2 separate regions of the Cydia pomonella genome follow, and region 1 is linked to region 2. Evidence: chromatin contacts called from public Hi-C data. All regions are on one chromosome and are shown on one strand. Each heading gives the region's core, a stretch centred on a gene start, on an enhancer-like site or on the middle of the called end of the contact. The rest is flanking DNA. Distances are from core to core; before and after follow the strand shown. Region 1 holds the start of LOC133525644 (elongation factor 1-gamma). Region 2 holds the start of LOC133525611 (centrosomal protein of 164 kDa).

What was found. A called contact is a pair of places that touch in the nucleus more often than the background predicts.
Region 1: a contact with region 2 is called in a Hi-C map of whole body, with 6 times the contacts expected there. The contact joins the promoter of LOC133525644 here to the promoter of LOC133525611 in region 2. A contact is called at or near these places in 2 of 2 Hi-C or Micro-C datasets (both in whole body).

Annotation. Positions count from the first base shown.
Region 1 is chr15:5,951,885-5,955,587 of ilCydPomo1, reverse strand. LOC133525644 (elongation factor 1-gamma) reads left to right here and starts at 2,415. Exons shown (of 9, transcript XM_061861970.1): 1 at 2,415-2,523; 2 at 2,640-2,789; 3 at 2,883-2,949. The coding sequence starts at 2,512. It overlaps LOC133525648 (calcineurin subunit B type 2), which reads right to left and starts at 2,305. Exons shown (of 6, transcript XM_061861975.1): 1 at 1,868-2,305; 2 at 1,532-1,571; 3 at 1,235-1,270. The coding sequence starts at 1,870.
Region 2 is chr15:5,360,241-5,363,727 of ilCydPomo1, reverse strand. It overlaps LOC133525611 (centrosomal protein of 164 kDa), which reads right to left and starts at 1,910. Exons shown (of 23, transcript XM_061861928.1): 1 at 1,506-1,910. The coding sequence starts at 1,572. LOC133525610 (26S proteasome non-ATPase regulatory subunit 8-like) reads left to right here and starts at 2,047. Exons shown (of 5, transcript XM_061861927.1): 1 at 2,047-2,250; 2 at 2,322-2,497; 3 at 2,748-2,955. The coding sequence starts at 2,143.

The sequences.
Region 1 (3,703 bases), core at 1,166-3,665, 590 kb before region 2:
TTAAATGTTTCGACCCATTCTACGTGTCTAAGTCCATGAACAGAATTATAATTTAATATTTATATTGGCTAGTTGCTCCAAAACCATAAGCCTGACCTGGTCTGGCCTGCAGCCGCCCCAGCAGCCTATTGCCTACTCCTGGCGCTAGAACTGAGTCTATTCTAACAGAACACTCGCGTGCTTGCTCTTTCTTTGCATGCTTTCTCTTTCGCTACACCAACTATGAAGAAAAACATGAAGATCAATTATGTAAAGTGAGTACAACAAACAGCGATTCAAAACGTTAATCTATTCATGCAAAACGAAAGAGAAAGGAGCATCTTCTGAGCGTATGCTGAACGCGATATGTACACCGTATATACACATATCGTACAAAATGTTCACGGTCTATTCTATAAACATAAAAAGCCATCTAGAACGATACATTACGTCCGAGTGCAGAAAGCGGCACGTTACTAACGCGGGGTCGCGGCGGCGGCAGTACACTCGAAAATAGAACCCTGGGGCTCCACAGAACTATGACACTTTGACGAACATATAGATATTTCCTGTGACATAGTTACATGGTGACCTTGCCAAGGTCCTTAACTGCATAATGCGAAGTCCCGCGCCGCCGCGCCCGCTCTCGCATACATTCCTCGCCCCTGAGTGGCAGTAACGTCTCTAACAGATCGCAACAAACATTCAGAATGTAAACTACACACGCCGGACTATCGCGGGTTGCACTACCCAACAACTAGTTCATGTATGTTCATCCAGAACAATTTTTGTGTAACGCGTTCAACATCAGGATGGAGGAATTATGCACGGAAATTTTCCTAGAGTTGTTCTAGAATAGAGTAGAAACATGTATGCGGTCCGAAGGTGAGGCACGGACTGACGGCACAGAAGACGCGCAGGTGTAAGTGGCCAGTGTGGAAAGAGTTTGGAGGTAGCAGTCAATGGAGAATACTCTCCTGTCTAACTTCTGTATGTTAACTGCAAGTTCTTTATTAAGAGAACTTGATTTTTAGGGTCAAAAATCCCATTGATTAAATTTTACTGATGAAAACTATAGCTGTTAGCAGTGCTTGGCTACTTTAGCACATAGCACAGATACAGCTTATTGTGCATGTATTTCTAGAACATAATGTGGCATTAGATGTTTGTTTAGTTTGAAAAATTGTTCTGGACGCGAGTGACGTGACGTGCGAGATGCAACATGAGGGACACCTCCGTGTCACTACACACTCACAGTTCTCCACCTTAAAATCAATGCAGTTAACACGCGCTGAAAACAAACCTCCGGTTAAGCTCAGAACCTACATGAGACCATCTGTAACACTCTCAATAAGTTTAGTCAGAAAGGCGGGTCAGTAGGGAAGCAAACAGAACAAGTTAAGAGACACAGAAAGCAACTCATGGGAATCAACTTCAATTTCATTATTAGTTTTATTTGATCTTATTAAATTTTTATACCAACAGTAAAAAGGTACATAGAGAATGAGACAGACTGGAAGAGTATAGATTAGTAAGACAAATAATTACTTACAGTTGGAACAGAGCTCCATGGGAATTGAGTTTTCATTGCCCTGAAAATTAAATTTCAACTTGTCACTTTACTACAATAGGCCCTGATTAGGTTCTAAAAAACCAGCACGTATGTAGTGAGAATGACTACACAAATCAGTAGGTACCTACATTGGATTCAAAATAATTATGTACAATATTATTGTAATTAGCTCTCAGTGAGGGTGGATAGCAGTTTGAGCGCCGCGGGCCGCGAGCAGCGCCGGTCCGCCGTTCGCTCCACAGCGAGACAACACCTTGGCCAAAACAGCACCAGCGTAGTTAAATTTAGCCCGCCCGCAATATAATACACACTTACCATTTTGAGTTTTTAGTAAATCACTCGTAAGCAAAGAAGAATAACTGCGTTGCAGTCGGACACTGTGCTTTTATCACGAATTATGTTAAATCGCAAAAACCCTCGCTACACCATCGATCTAAACTTTCTTTTAGAAATTGCGAAATTATGTTGCCAAACTTAAAAATGAAAACGTCAAATATTAAGATGCGTTCCAATAATATACTTCAGAAATTTGAATATTTCACGTTTTCTGTAGTGCTTACCACGTGTTTACCAAAGAGTAAAGCAAGTATATAAGGAAGTGTTTACAAAGATGAAGGAATTAGAAAATCTGAGGGCATATTAACGAAACTACCAAATGGAAGTATATCAAATAAACAACGGCACAGCTATATCGACGTCTTTTCGAAAACATTCAGGACAAATTTTGAACTCATGATATTGCAAAGACACTCTTACAATGTTCTGTTTGAAATATTTCTACTTATCGATTGAAAAGATTTACAAATCTTACAAGTTATGCTTTTTTTCGCTTCTTATGATCCGCTTTAAGAATCTAAATTTCTGAAACTCGAATGCGTTTGCGTGAATGAAAAGATGCTTCAGAATTTGACGTTGACATCTGATCAGTACTGTCAAAAGTCTCTTCGAAAAAATCCACCATGGCGGCCGGGGTAGGTTTAAGTTTTATTGAGAATTATCGTGTGAATCAGATTATATTCCTGCTCGTAATGAATAAAATGAGTGCCATTGAAATATCCGCTGACTTTGTGTGTGCTTATTTCCGTAGGTACTCTATACTTATCCGGAAAACTTCCGCGCTTACAAGGCATTGATCGCCGCACAGTACTCCGGGGCCGATGTGAAAGTGACCCCGAACTTCGTGTTTGGTGAGACCAACAAGTCAGATGAGTTCCTCAAGAAGTTCCCGGCGGGCAAAGTGAGTGCAGTGCTAAGTTGTATTTGTTGATTGGGGTTATGCCTTCGCGTGAACGGCTGGTGCGATGACGTGTACGTTTGTGGTTTATTTTAGGTGCCTGCCTTCGAGAGCGCCGACGGCAAGGTGTTGCTGACCGAAAGCAACGCTATCGCATATTATGGTGAGTCCAACATCATTATACTCACGACCTAGTTCGCCGATAACCTCTAAACGAAGTGAGGAAAGTTGTCGGTCAAGTTTAGTAGCAGTTGAATGACCTAACCTTTTTTTTTTGCGAAGGACAGAATGCATCCTGCAATATTCTATTCACTACTAATTTGTCGTCAAATTCTTCTTGTATAAAATGTAACTTGTCCATAACTTCGTCAACATAACATTGATCATAGTTTATTTTTGTTGAAAGATCCTGTCTTACTCTTTGTCATCAAATCTTGTAGTCTTCGCGTATAATTTTGCTGAGTACCTATAATAATATAATTGTGTTTACTTCTTTTGTATACAACATATGGCATTGTTTCCTCAACCTTGACTTAATTCTTTTCTAAACAAATTGTATGATTATTTAATAATGTTACTAACTTTAACTAATTAGATCTGAAGAAAAACCGGATAGTGAAATGTTGGTGAAACTTGACTTTTCATTTAAACATATGGGTACCTTGAAGATAAAATCTAAGACTACTAGAGCTGACGGGATCTGAAAGTTATATTCAGCTAAATAAACTGAAGTCGAAGTCCTTTAGCATCTTGTTAGTGTATTTAAATTATTTTTGACATTTTTAACTCTTCAATTCAAGTATATTTCAATCTAAAGAAACTACCATTGACTTCGTAATGTAGGTACTTCTTCTATCTTTACTAAGTAGTCAAGATAGAAGAAGTAAATATGAAGTGTTACCGCACAGTATGTATAT
Region 2 (3,487 bases), core at 661-3,160:
GTTTTTTAGAATGGAGTTGGCATCAGCAGCTTTATCAAAAGTTACTGAAACTCTATTACGACCTACAGATTTTATCCCGTCCTTCTTAATATTTGTGACATTTGCCTGTGTTAAGAGCATACCTACGTAGATAGCTTTTAGTGATGACTTGGAGTCAGCAGAGGATTCCTTTGAGATGTGAACCACAAATGGGCCATCGTCGTCAGCATTGTATCCGCGGGCTTCTGTGCTAAGATCAGGGTGTTTATAAAAAAGTGGGTTCGCAGCATTCTCATCGGGTTGTTTATCTACGTGGGGGATGACGACATTCTCACATACTGTCGCTACCTGGTCCGAGATCTCTTTGTGAACGTGGATTGTAATTTTTTTAGGAGCTGGTTCTTGTGGGCTACCTACCGGTGATAAGCCTAATGTTTGCAGGTTTCTTTTTCTAGTATTATTGTCAATGTCCATGCCAACATTAGAGTTACCATCGGCTTCGTCAGGGGGCTTTTCCTTCTCATTCCCGTCCATTGGCCTAAGGGCCAAAAAGGCCTTACCCTAGCTTTATATCAGAGCAAATGTATATTTAACCTAATTTATATAAATAAACCACAACCAAGTTAATAAAAAAAGGATGAATTTGTTATTTATAAAGGAATATAACCTAAAAGTGAACAGACTCACACGGCGCTTCTGTCAAAAGTCCATGTTTTGATATATAAATATTTTCAATTTTGCCACTTTGGCTGTCACTATTTGTTTGATGCTGACTGTACCTGGATATAGGTATCAATGTCAGCAAATAAAATGTCAAAGGAATAATAAAATAAATAGAAGTGGAAATTATCCCTGGATATAAATAAAATAATTAAATTATGTTTTGTAAGAAAAATGAATGTTTGATTTCAATGACTTTATACTCAAATATTTCTTGCAAGTCTGCTATTTAGAAACAGTACCTTTACAGTACCTTTTTAGAGTTTTTTTCTGAAGGGTACTGTTTATTATTATAATAAAGTGTTTTTCTAGAACAGTACAATCATTAAACATCAAATACATATACCTACTGGTTGTGATGATGTGATAATAAAATAAAATATACCTACTTCATAACAAGCAGACTTAAGTAAAAACCCTGTGCCCTCCACGCGTTAGTATAGTACTTCATCAGTTTTTTTATTTATTTTTTATTGCAATTTCGAAATCCAATAAGATTTCGTTTTCTGTATTAACATTCTGAGTCTGTAAGGGAAATACTGTATGTGGTGTACTTTCCCATAAGCAGTAGTGTATGAACACTAGTGTCGATCATATGAAGTATTTAAATTTCTTAATAATTAATACTGAACTGTGAGCGAAACACCGAAATTTAAAGGGTAGCTTAAGAATTGTTAAGACTGTAAAATAGGAATTTAGCAACACCAGCTAACATCTAGATGTATCAGGCGTGCATTATGATCTATTACTGATATACTTTATGATAAATTACACAAAGTATTTAATTAATTATAAAAGGTACAAACCCTCTGCAGATGGTTGACTGTTCTCATCGAAAACTTCGCGGCACACGATCGCTGCTGGAGAGCTCATGGCTTCCAGTATCACATTTTATTTAACTCTGAACGAAAACGGCTTCACATAGCCAAAGAATTTCAAATTCGGTAAAAAAATCATTATCTTATACGCTAAACCCAAGAAGAGCAAACAAAACCGAGCAAAATCTCGATGGAAACTTTGACACTGACAATAGATCAGCGCGTTTGAGTAAATGGTAATAACGACCACCGACTGTGGGTCGTAGGACCATCACCTGTGTTGCCGGTCCGAATCAAGTCCGAATCCTGTGATGATTGTCTATGGATTTTGCAATTTGACAAGTCATAATGTACGTTCAATTACCAGCCCGAAGTTGTTAAGAACTGTAATAATACATAGTCAGAACGCTTTAGTAAATAAATTTATGATATAAACAATAAAACGATTTGAAAATATCTTATTCAAAGGTATATTATTATTTTACACATATATAAAAAATAATTAAAACCATGCGACCTTTCAGTTTTTAAACAGACTTCGACAACCTCAAATTTGTTGTGGAACGGGAACGAGTCAGCGTACATTTTATTTCTCTAAATAATTCAATTGCATATATAAATCGAAATGGCTTCTATGACAGAAGTTGCGTCTTTATATCAAAATCTGAAAACCGAATGGGCAAAGAAGCCACGCAAGCTGGACAAGTGCGGGGAGCTGCTGAACAAAATCAAGGTACTTTCCGTTGTTTGGAATGACTTGTCAATTTTTAGATGTTTTTCTTCTAAAATCCGTTTGTTTTCTAGATTGCGTTGACGCAGTTGACTTTCCTGCCTAGTAATAACACAGCGGCTAACCAAAAGGAGTTGATCTTGGCGCGGGATGTCTTGGAAATTGGAGCACAGTGGGCCGTCGCCGCAAAAGACGTAAAGGCGTTCGAGCGCTACATGTCACAGCTAAAATGCTACTATTTCGATTACAAGTCAGTATGGTTTACATATTATAAGCTAATTTATCTTCAGTAATATGGAAATCTAGTTGAAACGATTACAGTATGTGCAAATAACATGTTTCTTTCATGGTTTATCTGGAGTCCTTTAGTATTACTGGCTTCTTGTAGAAATTATTTCTTTGCTTCTCTTTCTCAAAATGAATAGGACATTTGATATCTAGGTGGCTCCATTGGTGTTATAATGTAGGTAAACCTAAAATGACTTATATCTTAATTCCAGAGAGCACCTCCCAGAATCAGCATTTATGTACCAGCTCCTTGGCCTAAACCTGCTGTTCCTACTGGCTCAGAACAGGGTAGCCGAGTTCCACACAGAGCTAGAGCGCCTGCCAGTGGATGTGATCAGGGCTGACCTATATGTTAAGCACCCACTTGCATTAGAGCAGTATTTGATGGAGGGGAGCTACAACAAAATCTTTTTAGCTAAGGTGTGTGATATATGACTTTTATATTGAGATAGTAAGACTATAAAAGGGAGAAACTAAACTGGGCTGGAAGGTCAGGTAGCAGTCGTTAAAACTAGTGCCTATGCCAATTTTTGGGATTAATTGCTAAGTGGACCCCAGGTTCCCATGAGCTATAGCAAAAAGCAGGGACAACATAAGGAAGATGATTTAATACAATTCAAATAGTTTAATATGTTCATTTGTTCTAATTGTATTGTTGATGATGAGTAAGACTAAAGTATTACATGGCTTCAGATCAGTATAACAGAATCTTAAAGTAACAGGGAAAAGTTTCCTGAATGAAGTAGAAGAAGTACAATTTCCCTGCTAAATTTCTGAGGCAGGGTACTTGTAAAACAGGGAAGATTTTTGGAGCATCATAAAAACAAATATCAAGCCTTTGGCATTGGGAAACAAAATATGTTTTCTTTATATCATCACACTAGACTTCTGGCAGAGCATTTCTCCTCAATGACAAAATCAGAGTCTAAAAAGAATTTGCAAAATGTTACTT